Regions from separate parts of the Anser cygnoides genome. Here region 1 is linked to region 2. A link is a contact called in public Hi-C data. All regions are on one chromosome and are shown on one strand. Each heading gives the region's core, a stretch centred on a gene start, on an enhancer-like site or on the middle of the called end of the contact. The rest is flanking DNA. Distances are from core to core; before and after follow the strand shown.

Region 1 (7,358 bases), core at 4,569-7,068, 340 kb after region 2:
GCCAAAAAGAGGGGAAAATGGTGTCTGTTCAAACTGAGTGTTGCACTCAGAAGGGCCCATAAGTTTACAGGAAGGGGTGGTGCAGCATGTGTGAGATCTGTCCTTTCACCATCTAACTGCTTTGTTAGAGTAGTGTAGGGAGTTGAACCCTGGTGACTGGAGCACAGGGAAGCTGAAGAGATGGGCAGTCATGAAGTTTGGTACCTGCAAGTTTCCTTTACCAAACATGTCTCTGTGATTTTAGTTACGCTTTGGAAGGGAAAAGATCAATTTGTGTTTTTATTTTTTTTCCTAATCAAAGTAAATAAGAAAGAAACCTATGAATTGCAATAAACAATATTGCCTTTTATAATTTTTCACATGGGGAAATTCAATATTATTGGCACAGTTGTTTTGCCAAGATTTTGTTATGTGCTCTGTATGCATTTTATGCTCCATAATTTCATTGTGCTACCCTTTGTTGCACCCTGAATAAAGGCTACAATAAAATAGATGTATTAAAAGCTAACATTTCAAGAGCATACTATAAACAAGAACTGACTGAGACTCAGATTTTCATCAGTAAGAGTTGATTTTTATAAATATTTATGTGTCCAGGTTTTGATGTAAAATGAAGAGTGGAATTTTTCACAGGAGTGAAAAACATGAAATAACATGAAAATGTCAAAACTTTTCCATTGGTCTATGCAGCCAAGTACATTACAGAATTGTTAAAATAAAGTATTCTCTCCAGGAGACTTTTTAGCAGTCCAAAGAATTGACTACTAGGGTAACTTAAAAAGGAAAAAAATTGGCTTCTCAAGAGATTCAGGCATTTGAAGTACCCAGGCCTGGTGCCAAGTCATTTTTAGGCTGAGGGCAAAACCACACTGCTAGGTGACAGCCTACGATAAAAAGCAAACAGTGAATTGCATACTCTGGCAATAAAAAGGCAAAATGATCCTCTAGAAAACAGACAGATTATTTTGTGCACTATTCTCAGGGTCAACTGATGTGCAATTATTCTCTAGCAATATTGTTACAGATACACTACAAATAATATTTTTTTCATGTTTTTTTGTGTTAAGTCTGGTATAGACTAGTATAGTGTGATTCCAGTCCTTCTGAAAGCCCTTGGTGCTGCCGCAATAGCAATAATTGCTAATATCAATCAGCATTCAGCAGCAGCACTTTGAATTTCACTCTATCTTAGTAAATGAGCATGAAGTCCTTCCACGTGGTTCCTCACAAGTATGACACTAGCAGACAAGAAGGAAACTGTCTTAGCAAGGCATGAGTTCATGTTACTTCCTGAAAAACTTTTAACTTGGTCGAAGAGGTTTGAGGTTTTAAAGCTCTCAGGTATTCTTTTCCTCTGCTAGTTTGTTTGTTTGTCTCATTTTTTGTTTGTTTGTCTCATTTTTTGTTTGTTTGTTTTCTTTGGAAGCAGCTTGTTCACTGTTTATGGGATGTGTAAGAAAAATTGCAAATTTTTCATTAGTTTGTGTCCTGTCCATGTTAAATGCCCTTCGTGTCTGTCTTATTCTTTCCAATAGCAGTGGCTGTATGATAACAAGAAATAATCCAGTTCCATTATGGAAGCTGTTCCAAACCTTATGGGGATCATTCAGTTAAATGGAATTTGGTGAAAGTAACACAGATACTACAACAGCCAGTTTTATACATGTCCAGGTGATAGTCAGTTTGCAGGATCCTGGACCACAGATACAGACAGCGTGTATATATATTGTATATATATTGTGTTAATCCATAGTATTTTCTTAATTTGATTTTGTTCAAACACTTTTATATTTCTTCCCATTTTCACTCTCCCCATTTTGTGCCCTTCTTTCCGTCTTCCTTCACTTCTGAGTTCGTAGCCTATGCAGGCAACAAAAGACTGTTAGCACTGAAAGCTTTCTGAGGGATCTTGATTGGAGTTTGGTGAGTTCTTTCTCTAGTCCCTTCTGCATATAAAATGAGTTAATGGAAACAGTTTATGAATAGGCTGTTTTCTTACACCTAGAAACCTTTAAATAGGAGTCTGGTGCAAAGATAAACTGATTATGTTAACAGGCTTCAAGCTTATCTCCCTTTGTGGGACATCTGCAGTACACCAGAGTGCTATATCAGCTGCTGCTGTTATTGATGGTCCAAACTGCTATGCAATCTTAAACTGACCGCAGGGCCAGATGCATATGTCAGGTAAACCAGGAGACTGACAGGCTTTATTTAAGAGCCTTTCAAATGATGATGCAATCACGAGAGCTTTTCAGGCATGCAGTTACAGCTGTTTAACATTTTCACTCTGCATATTTGTACCCGCATGGAGAAAGGCAAGTAACAGAGCTTGGATGTGGCAGCTAAAAGTGGTGATGCCTGTGTCAGCTTTTGCATTCTCTTCCAGCTGTAAACACCACTCCCAGCAGCTGGAGCCTGGACAGTGGGAAAGAAGCCAGAAACACATCAGACAGTGGAAAGCTTATATCTCCTCCTGTACCACCGAGACCTGCACAGACTGGTGAGTTAATGGACATTTCAGGCTAAACTCCAGTTAAAAACTGATTTACCTGAGTGCTTAGATTCTTTCCGCTCTGACTAACATTGAGCTTCTTGGGCACGTTAGTTTATTATTTGATTACTTACATAGAAGGCTGTAGAACTTCAAGTATTTTCATCTCATTAGGCTTCTTTGTAGCATTCTGTTTCCAGTACTCTGCCTCTTCATTTAATGACTGTGTAGTTTCAGACAGTTCATTCTGGTAACTAGGGAGGATGATCAAATTTAATCTTTTGATCTTATGATAATTAGAGGTTAGCAATCGGAAATGATCATTAAAGAAAAAGAATCTTACCACATGCACAGCAATCATGAAAGTACGTGAGTTCTGTTCCTGTAACCAATTTGCCCTTCAAAAGACTAATTTCCATTTAAAGAAAAGACTTCTTAAGTGGTATTAGAAATATAATTGCTCTCAAGGGGGTGGAAACTTTTTGGAGTTTTAGCCTTATGCCTCAAAGTAAGTACATTTTGTATTTCATTTTTTCTTACTTGACATAAAAATACAGAACATAATTCTTAAGAAAAAAAAAGGAGGATGGGAAAGGGGAGAAGAAAATACTGACTTAATTTGAGCCCTGTATCATTTGGTAGGATGTAAACCAATTTACAGTGGTATAAAATAAAAGATGGATGCAGAAATTTCTTGTATTTCATTGGTTGTATGGCAAGATAATCCTGAAAAAAAAAAAAAACATAAACAGAATCCCTAAGACTATTTGCAGCTATTGAGCAAATATGTAGAGGGAACCAGAGATAATGCTTGTATGTAGAATGATCTCTTATCTATTTAAAAAGATTTCTTAATGAAAATTGTAAAATTGTAATGCTAAGACTGCATTGAAATCTTTCTGCCTTTACAGCGTCACCAGCAAGACACATAGCCACTGTTTCCCCTTCTCCTGCTGGCAGATCACCGATGAAGGTACAGTCTTTTTGCAAGTGAATTTCCTTTGTGGGACTGACTGTAGGTGTTGTGAGGTAAATCATATATGTTAAATATGTTATTTGGGATTACCTCTTTCATTCATTACACTGAAATAAGTATATTTATTTCATTATCATATGCCTATTCAAAATCCAAAAAGTAAGTAGTCATAACAATCACAGCAGGTCTGAAGATTTTCAAAACTGCAGGTAAGAAACATAATCTTCAGACTCTGTAGCCTGTCAGTATTAGGCTTCTCACTTATATGTGTAATCAAGCTCACCTGAGTCAGTGGACAAAATAGAGTGTAAGAAATAAACGTAAGAAGTGCCAGCTAGTCCAGAATGCTGTCTCCAGCAGTGGCAAAAGGAGATGCAAGTCTACAGTCATCTTTCTGCTTATCGTCCCGTGAGCCTGTTACTTCTCCACTTGTGGCTGCAAAGTGGACCAGGTTCAATACAGAGGGATTGTGCTTGCTGTCACGTGCCCTGTAGTCCCATTGCCGTGGTACACCTTGTGCTGAAGAGAGCGCTGATGCCAGGTTTCCCACTAGCTGCTTACGAGGAAGCTCTTCAGAGCATTAGGATATCGTACAAAAGGCGAGCGACGGCCTGCGTTCTTGAATTGACTCAGTACTGCTGGTTCTTAGGGGTATTTCAAGCTCATCCTAACCTTTTTTTCTAAAGGCCCGGACAGAATTTAAGCGTTTTACAGCCAAACTCTGGAATGCCACCTGGGAGGAGAGGAATGTTGGCCCAGAATACTTGTGAGAGTTGCTGGATCTCGCTTCAGGCATCCATGAGTTTCCAGACACTTTTGGTGTCTAGACTGTTACTCACCACTGACAGGAGCAGTTTGCAGCGCTGTCAGGAGCTAAGTGCTTCCCCCTGCTCAGCTCCTGAATTGAAGCAGGCAGGGTTTACGCATATTTGCTCTTGTTCTGAGTGACAAAAGCAAAGCTTCTAAGTCTTATCTATAGTCACTTAATCCAAGTGTCGAGTGCTCTTGGAACTTGAACCTATTGCGTCATTTATTTGAAAACTTTGACCCTGGATGTTTGTGTGGATAGGAGTGCAGCTGCAGCTTCCTTACACACAGGGGGACGGAATCTGAAGCAAGTATTTAATAAGCAGCATCCCCACAACGTGTGAAATGTTTTCAACATGTACTGAGGTTGTAAGAAAACTTGCTCTGTTTTTCCATAGCTTGAATGGCTCGATCTTTAGCTTTTTTTCCAACTGTTATGTTCTGCCAGAGAAGGCTGTCTTAGTACAAAACCCACTGATGCAAATGAATATTTTTCCATTGCTTTCAGGGCGCTGTGGATCCAGTCCTAATAACTGAGATTATCTCAACAGAATAAAGTCAGTGCAGCCAGCTCGTACCTTTCTGCCCCTTTTCCCTCCCTCCCCTCCTCACCCCTGTTGCATGGCTCACACTTCCACCTAAAGCTGAGCAGCTGGGTGCCAGGCAGTCTAATAAGAATCGGGCTCAGAAATCTGTCTTTGACATGATTTCTCCATTCCTTTTTTAGTCTGTGCTAGAGACCATTAAATCTAGGTTGTCTCAGACTGCTCTAGTCAAAATCAGAAATGTCGCAAAGCCTTTTCAACTTTTAAGGTGTGCTCTAGCATCTGACAGCGTTAGCTGAACTTGCTTCACTAGAGCAGGGCTCCGTGGTGTTAGGTAGGGCTTTCCTGCCCCTGCCTCTGCTCCTCGTCGGTGCTGCCGTTGGTCCCTCACCTTCCCCACAGACCCGCAGGGCTGCTGGTGTAGCGCCTGCAACCTTTGTCCTCCCCTGGACCCTTGTCCCCAGGGCTGTGGTGGTGTTTTGGGTCACGCACAGCGGCACGGTGCGTCTGAAAAACAGCCGGGAGATGGGACAGAGGAACTGCAGTTCAAACACCACGGCCTAAATGTGCCTTTTGTTGCATGACTAAACTAAAAGTCGTGAGAACAGCTTTGGAAAATGGATGTTGAAGAAGAGATCGAAGCATCAGCTCTGAATGCGATGCAAGTCCTGCGTTTTGGCATTAGGGGGCAGGACACCACTAGGCACACACGATGCGTGGGTATGTATTTCGTTTAAAGAGCTGCGAAACTCGAGAGTTCGTTTTAAATAAAGGCTTCCAGATTTTTCCAGAGTATGATGATAATCAGATAACATTTAAATACAGTTTTGCTTCTACTTAAATTAATTACTGGCATGAGCACTGCTTAGGGTGTACTTGGGCACTTTTGAAATGAGCTCGTTATTGGGTTTCTCACTGGTTCTTAATTAAAACCGAGATGCAGCGCTTTACATTTATCAAACCGCAGAACCTGTGCAAATGCCTCTGTCTGTTTCCAGTCTGGGGGCTGAAATGCTCTCCCTGCTTTACCGCGGGTAAATTCTTCTTACGCCCTTTCATTTGAGCAGGGGTCCGTGCAGTCGTTCACGCCGTCTCCAGTGGAGTATCATTCCTCGGGGCTCATATCCAATTCCCCGGTGCTGTCGGGGAGCTACAGCAGCGGCATCTCTTCGCTCAGCCGATGTAGCACGTCGGAGACGTCGGGCTTTGAAAGCCAAGGCAGCGAACAAGCAGTGACTGTCCCGAGCTACAGCGTTTCGGAGGAGCCTGTGAGAAAAGAAAGCAAAACCCCGCCACCTTACAGCGTGTACGAGCGGACTTTGAAACGCCCCGTTCCTCTACCTCACAGCCTCTCCATCCCGCCCGCCGCAGACCCGCCGGCGCTGCCGCCCAAGCCGCAGCTGGTGCGGCCGAACAACCTGGAGAACAGCAGCAGGAGGACTGAGCAGGTTCCCCGGCCCAGGCCTCTGCCGCGAAAAGTGTCTCAGTTATGAGAAGCCACTTTTTGTATTTAATCGCAACCGATTCGTGACCGTTTAGGACATGGTATTTTTTAAAAATGGTAAAATGCGTTTAGTTAGGCACTTTAATGTTCTGCCCACTTTTTCTTTTCAGTAATTTTTAAATGCTTGTTAATATTATGTTGCACATTTTAAAATGAAATTACTAATTTAGGTTGCCAGATATTGCAGGAAGCATGAATGAGAGGCTTTTTTTTACTTTCACGGTGGTGAATACTGATAAATGCTTTTATTTGTACTTTGTTTTTATTTAAAAAAGTTGAATCTAAAACCCTACAACTCTCATCTGAGCTAGCTGAATGCTTCTTACAAAACACGGAATATACTGACTGGATCTTTACTACTAGAAATAAATGCACGCTTTCTAACAAAGTGTAGTCTGTAGACTAGGATGTTTCCGCAAGTAGGCTGGAAGTTGTTTCTCTTATCTGCTGAACAGGTTGGTCATTTCAAATGTCTGTGGAAAAACTGAGATATGATGCAAGTTACACTGCAGAGAACTGAGCAAGAACGTGGTTTGGAATTTTTGAAGCAAATACTTGGTTCATGTTACTTTTAAGATTGGGAAATACCTGCATTTCGTTCAGTGGAGAGCACCTCAGTGGTGAATCTCGGTAAGATTTCTGTGCCATGATTGTACTGCTGTACCCAGTGCATCCTTTTCTTTTTGAGGTGCAATTTACCTTTATTGTTCTAGTTACTGATTTTGTTTTAGTTTGTTTTTAAAAAGTAGCAGTTTGCCAGTGGAGGCTCTCTGCTGTTTTTTAAGAGTTCATCCTAAAATGCGGTCTGTGTGTTACTTGGGTACAAACAAACACGTTCATTTCATTCGTGTACAAGAATCGGCACTGGCTAGCACCAGGGCAACTCACTAAATGAACTAATTTGAGAAAACACGAATTACTGGATCTGTCAACAAATTTCAAAAGCGAGTTCAAAGGTCATTAACAATTTGATAACAACCTACCAAGATTCTGAACAGCTCTTCGGATGTGCGTGTACCAGTGGAGTCAGGTTTG
Region 2 (6,932 bases), core at 1,004-3,503:
AACATCTAAGTCCCGAATAAAATTAAATGTGACGGCAGGCTAGCTATTGGAGCAGCTATTATTAGAGCCCGAGGGAGTTTTGGCCTTAGCTGAAGAAGTAACTTCAAACACCGAAGGTTCCTGACGTCTACAGCTGGCTGAAGTCCAGTACCGTAAGGTAATGCGAAACAAGCCTGTGGTCTTTTCCCTAATTTCAGCAGCACTGTGTGTATGGACCTTCAGAGGGTATTTTGGAGGGAAAAGAAAGCAATCGGGAAAGAAGTTCAATTATTTATGGTGAGTGTCTGGATTTAGAAGGTCTGCCTGCTTAGAGGCATGACCATGCAAATCAGCTAGGCGGTTAATGGACACAGATATCCTCTCACAACCTTGGGGGTGTTTACAATATGTATGTGCTAGAGGCATGTATTGCACTTTGCACATAAAAGAAAGATGTATTTTGCTGTTTTAAATTTACGATCCTCATTAAATTAACTCTGCAGTAGAATATTTATGCACATTATCAAATACTATATATTTTATACAGTTGGGCACATCTTCAGTCACACAATACCCTGACTTTCCAAGGCAAGAGGGTTTAGCTGGGTCCCTAGTCCAGAACTTTCGGCTGATTTTATCCATTTTTTTACTGATACTTACCTCCTTTTCATGAGGCAGATCCTTCACTCCATACTTGTGACTTATTCATGCCAAACCTTCTTGGACCTCAGTAAGAGCTTTTCCTGGTAAGAAAGAAAGAAACAATCCATACTTAAGCTCTCTGGTACATATGCCATTATTAATTTTACATCTAAATTTGGCCTCCTGGACTTGGACCATCACTGTCGATAGCAACTGACCACAAATGTTATTCCTGACCATAACAGCATTACATATCAGCTGTCCTCAACTGGAAAAAGAAAGACAAGCCTCCTTGTCAAACTTAAGCCCTTGCAATCATTTTGCAATAGCTAATAATATTTTGCTAGAATAAAGGTGAATAAAATAGAAAAAATGTAATGGGATGCTGGATTTGTCTCTAGTTTATTGTTGTGAGGCTTTAGTGAAATAAATTTGGGTAATCAACATTGTGCTGTTTTAAAACCGTGTTGTAAAAGCCAGTGTTTCGTGCCTCTTAAAATCTTATCTGTTGTTGGTTTGTGTCTTGCTTCACATGGTTTCTCAGCCTGTTTTGCAAAATGTCGGATTTCCTAATATCAGCCTCTATGATGTTCAATATGGTTGAGGAAAATCATCAATTTTCTGCTATTCTAAAATGAAATATTTTTAAAATGATTTCTTTAGATCCAAGTTCAAGTTTAAACCTAAAATTCCTAATGACTTCCACCCCCCAAAAAATTGTTTGCGACTTATCAGGGTTGGATAGAATTAGAGGACTGTGACACAGCCTTTCCCTTATCATGTGGTACAACAATCAGGAGTACACATCTTGTTCCCCTCAGCAAACATGTTTCTATTGCATTGCAACCCTGTTGACCTGAGCAGTTAGCCAATGTTCAGTGGCATTTGTAGGGGAATCAGATATTTTTCTGTTTCTGCCCCTTTATCTCAGGCAATGTGTACAGAGGCTCATTCCACCGAAAACCAGTAAGGATTAAATAGCAGGAGACAATACGCCAAATCTCATTTCTGCCAACGCTTAAACCAAGCCCTTTCCATGCTCACAGTCCCGTGTCCTTTTCTAGCTGCTTGCCAGGTACCTGGTTGTGCTCTGCCACCTCATTTGTAAACACACAGATGCAATCGATAATCCTTGTTTGTATTTGCAGGGAAACTTCTAACTGCATGTCCAGCCACTTCAGACTCACAAGCGGAGCTGCTCCATGGGCAATGATTTTCCATTACTGCAACAGCCAGAAAGTGGAAGGACTCTAGCCTGGCCTAGCTTGCCATCAGTTGTCTACACCACTGCACATGCTACGCATGCAACCGACTATGGGAAGCAGGTTCATGGCACTCCAGATCCTCCCGAACAGTAGTACCCTTGCAATGCTCTTGCCTATTGCTTAGGAGAGTAGGCCTCCCTCACTTCAGACAGCACAAGTAATTTCATGTGGTTTGCTGAGATATACTGTGCAACTACACATGGGAAGCTCAGAAACTCATTGCTTTCTTGGTTGTTTTCCTCTTGAGCAATTCTGATCCCAGGAAACAGATTTTCCTCTTGCCTCTGCGTGATGCACATGAGCAATGACAAAGTGGCAGCACCTTCCATTAGCTCTTTGCCAAAACATGCTGGTTTGCAAGGCATCTCTTTTAATGCAGATGTAAAGCGTTAGTCCTGTTCGTATTAAGAGATAAAAATCCAAATAGAATAGCGCAGCACAAAGGATTGGAAGGGATTTCTTTGTATCTGCCTGTCTAAATGTTTGCTCTTCCAGGTATGTTCTTCATATAACATCTTAAATTAACCTGTTCAGCTGCAACTTAGTTCTAGTTAAGAATCCATCTACATGTGGGAGGCTGTTTCCAAAAATCAGCTTTCTCTTTACCAGAGCAATTTATTCATGTGCAGCATTTATCAGTTTGTCCTGCTGATAAACCTGACCTTCACCTCTTCTGTGGTGTTTACTCTTCTGAGAGCAGCTGGTTGCTTTCTCAAACTTTGTTTTTGAAGGCACCATGTAGGGCAATGTTCTTTGCATGTAGCTTAAAGTATTTAAATAAAATGTCTAATTTAGGAACTTAGCCAGAACTTAGGCTGAATGGCTGGAGATACCCACCTCTTTCCATCACCTGCAGGAGTCCCAGGTGACTGTGCCCCTAATCGACATGTCTTTGTGAAGTTTCTGAGGTGGGGATCATGAATCCAGGCTTTAATGCTGTTGTTCTTTATCTCTTGATGCCATTCTCTGCACAGGTCCTGATGAGAATTTATCTTTCATGGTAAAAAACACAGTATTCCAGTATTCCAGATACAGTCTCATCACTGTCATCAGTAGCTTTCATACTTCTCTGTCAGAAATATCCTGAAACAGTTGCCAGCTAGTTAACTTTTAACAGGCCTGAATTCTGCACTATATTTCCCTCCTCACCATTTACAGTTCATTAACTCTCTAGTTTAGACTTGAAATTCTTGTTAGTCTGAAGTCCATGATCTTTCACTTCAGATTATTAAATTTTTGAATTATTACTTAATTTCTGTCAGCCCAGATCTTAAAGTGAGTTCTTCTTGGGCAATATTTTAAATCTTCTCTATAAAGACATCACCCGCCACTTCATACGGCAATTTTACGTTTCACTAACGCGCTCTTGTTTTTTGTGTCCTTGCCATCAGTGGCAGCATTGGTCTGCCTGCTCCCAAGAACAAGAAACTCCTGTCAGAAGCTCTCGTTCTGTGCTGAATAGTCACCAACTTGTTGCCTATACATTTGCCAGGCTGCCCAAATAGCGAACGTCAAAAGGTATCATTTCTTAATCATAAAGTTGTTCTTGGAACAGAGGGAAATGTAACAATAAAGCTGTTATCAGCTCTTAGGCAATCACAGCCTTATTACCATTCAGTCAGTGGAAACTGCTGCTTATTTGAAAGACGATTATTTGATTGCAGCTTATTTGAAAGGTGATTTCTCACTGCAAGTTGCACCGAAGCTGCGAGGATCTGCCAAAGCCCATGCTCCACAGTCTCAATAACATTCAGACTTCGTACTTCTCTTTACACCAAAAACTGGAAATACGAAGAGTGGTTAACTGGTGGAGGGGAAAGATTGTTTCAGCTGCTGGTTTACAGTGTGGTGGTTGAGCAAGATAGGGAGAGGAGTGATAAAGGTCATTTCCAAGAAAGGGAGAGTTGATGTTTTTCTGCAGTATCATGAGGGGAGATAGACACATGGCTTTTAGTCTACCTAAGTCCATCAAGGAAAGATCAGGTTGTACACCTTGTGGGGCCTCAAAGACCTGTCGTATCCCAGATACTTTTGCATACCTGCATTCCTGTTCCCCACAGGATGACTGTGTGCTCCCTTCCCATCCCTCTGTACTCAAGGGATCTTCGTGATGCTGGAAGATTTTATCAGCTTATATTTTGAGGGGTGCACATTCCAGCTACTGGTGAAGCTGCTGGACATGCTAAATAGAAGCTCTGACTGTCACTCTCTGGGTGATTGTTCTCAACATCAGGCATTTTCTGCCCAAGTATATTTATAACATTCCTCCAATATTCTAGAAATGACTGCATGTGATGTAGTAAAGCTATCACGTTACAGGCGAGCATGAACAAGCTGACATCGGTATGAAGTTATGTGCGGGCCCTGGCTTCAATGCCCACAGGTGAGGACACACTCCTGGGTGGAAAAGCTGCTTTAACCTTCCAGGCACTGATGAATAAAATGTAACAAATCAAATTGCTATTGCTTAGCCAGCATTTAGTCAATAAGGAGCTACATAGAGGGGCTTTTGCACTAAGGGGAAACGCCTTGTAGAGGAACTTTCTGGAAGAAAACAGAGAAAAGCAGGTGTAAATGGAACAGAAAAAAACGATGCAAAAACCCCTACAGAAATCTCCCATGCAATCTGTGGAGTACAGGGAATGTATAGGGCAATAAAGTTTAGGATTTCCAGGTACCGTCAATGCCAGCCAAGAATAATGACTCATTCAAGTGTGTGTAAGAGGTGCACTTTGAAAATAAGAATGTGGGCAAACAGGTACTGGCATGGAAATGCACACAACAGTTTGTTTAAACACTATCTTTCCTAGCCAGCTGCTCGGTGACACGTGACAAGCCGTGGTCCTTTGCCAGGCCCATGGCGTGCGTCTCCTGGCCCGGCCCCTTGCCATGAAACCCTCCTCAGCTCCCAGCCGTGCTTCCTGATACTGCGATGGGCCCAGCACAAGGACCTTAAGAAAGAAAGAGGAAGAAGGAATTACTAAGAAAAAAAAAAAAAAAGAGGAAGAAGAGAGAAATGTGTGTCATGCAACAGTTTCATACTGAATGTGTGGATGAGTAAGCCTCCACGCTGGAGATCCCCCGGTCCAACAACTCACTTCCTCACGTAAGGCCCAGCCCACTGAAAATACTGCCTGCGTAACCTTCGAAAATGGCATCCCTCACACAGGAGTCAGAGGCCCCTCTGTGGTCCCCACGCTGTCACCTCGGACAGCCACAGGCAGCAGGAGCGGGAATGGCCCCGCATTCCTGGGAGGCTTCAGGGGCCCCGTAAGCGTGCCTCTGACGGGAGCTGCCATGGAGGTTGTAGCAGAGACGCAGTGGAAATAGCGCGGTGCTTCATGAGCTGGCTGGTTACAGGCAGTAATAACAACGTGCAGCATTCCTCTGCCTTGAGATCAGCATCCCAGACCAGCCAGACTGATGCCAGCACCGCGCCACACCTGCCCGTGCTGTCATTAAAAGCCAAATCCTCGCCTCAGAGAAGTCAGTGCCAAAACCCCGTTCAGTCTTCCGCTGCCTTTTTGGCCATTTTCTGCCAGCCCCAGGCGTCAGGCACAGCCCTGGGGATGGGGACATTGGCCCACGAGTGGGTGGGGGTCAGGATCTCCTAGCATCTGGCAGCTCCGCTCCTCTGGTCTTCCCATTCCTAGCACAGGGTCAATGGGCTCAGGATGGAAAACAGCATGAGCAAGGTGGTAATGGAAAAAACAGGACGCTACAAGATATAAGACAATACAATGCAGTATTGTATGGGACATGGCTGCTATTGTTATGAGGGGTCTTAGTTGGCCAAGAGACAAAATACATCTTTTGGGGTTATTTATCATTTGTGTGTGTTTTAAGGTGTTTTTTGAGTTTTTGGTTCAGTTTGGTTTTGCTTTTTTTTTTTTTTTTGGTTTGTTTCAGATCCCACTTCTAAATATAGGGAAAGTTCCCTTTTGTCTCTTGGCATTGGAGAGAGCCGATCACTATTCTGGTCCGAATTTACATCTGCATCTAAATCCAGTCTTTTCAGAGAGCTCCTGATTTTTGAAGGAGGCTTCCAGCAAAGGTCTGTGCTGCAGCTTGGAAAGGCACCCAGCACCCTGCCTGCACAGGGAGAGGGGTGGAGCTCAAAAGCCTTCAAGTGCCCTTCCCTCCTCCTGCAGGGCAAAGTCCAGGGAGCAAAAAAAAGCCAAACCACCAGAGCAGGCTCCTCTTGGGAGCTGCTGCCCAGCACCCCACACTTCCCTGTGATCACACACCACTGCGTGCCACAGCACTGGTGTTAAGAAAGTGACCTCAGAGGACAGCTAGAAACTGTTTCCTTCTCACATCACAGAATTTGTCTATTCATAATTGTACCTTGGACTGTTAGAATAATCTCTAACTCTCTTCAGTCTATTTATTTGGTATATAAACAGTGCTGGAGGGATGAGACATACCCTGTAGACTAACGATGGGCCACTAGTTTTGCGTGTACCACCCCTTCCATTTTTGATTTGAAAGCATCTCCAGAGCAGCAAAATGACATGCTGAAAATGTAATTCTGGCTGCCTTTTGATGCAGTTGAATAGCTAGCACTAAGGAAGAGTCAGGTTTGCATGCTAGACTATTACAGGCCCAGATAGGATGAATACTCACTGTAGCTTGCAACAAAATTTTTGACACAAGTAGTAATAAAACATAATAGCATTTGAGGTTTTTAAAAGAAGGCACTTCCCATACAGACTAACCGCAGGAACAATTAAAGGTGCAAAAGTCCATTTTCCTCATGTGCTGTCAGACAGAATACATTAACCTATGAACAAACCCAGGGGTTGCATTCTTTTTTTCTGCAAATTAGCTAACCTCATAATTACAGGGTTTTATATAACTAAAGGAGGCTTCTTTTGATCTGCACTTCTTTTAGATCAAGTTGCTTTACAACAAAGTAATCACTGGCCTGGTTTGCACAAGGGACATCTCTGAGCAGTGTTAGTGAGATTTTCTTGCAATAAGGCTTATTACACCTTGAGGGCTTTCAGAGAGTATTCAGGAGGGTTTTCAGAAGGAAAGATTACT

What was found. A called contact is a pair of places that touch in the nucleus more often than the background predicts.
Region 1: a Hi-C map of liver shows a contact between it and region 2, with 1.8 times the contacts expected there. The contact joins two enhancer-like sites. A contact is called at or near these places in 3 of 7 Hi-C or Micro-C datasets (granulosa cells and liver).

Annotation. Positions count from the first base shown.
Region 1 is chr1:30,068,038-30,075,395 of Taihu_goose_T2T_genome, forward strand. It overlaps DOCK4 (dedicator of cytokinesis 4), which reads left to right. Exons shown (of 51, transcript XM_066991669.1): 49 at 2,387-2,500; 50 at 3,403-3,464; 51 at 5,887-7,358. The coding sequence ends at 6,312. Among named protein-coding and RNA genes, the nearest start is that of IMMP2L, 23 kb to the right of the region's middle. Within about 2 kb of position 5,819, at least 2 of the 3 cell types and tissues checked have open chromatin away from gene starts, as enhancers often do. A contact at or near this core is called in liver, where this site is marked.
Region 2 is chr1:29,729,773-29,736,704 of Taihu_goose_T2T_genome, forward strand. No RefSeq gene overlaps it. Among named protein-coding and RNA genes, the nearest start is that of IFRD1, 7.2 kb to the left of the region's middle. Within about 2 kb of position 2,254, at least 2 of the 3 cell types and tissues checked have open chromatin away from gene starts, as enhancers often do. A contact at or near this core is called in liver, where this site is marked.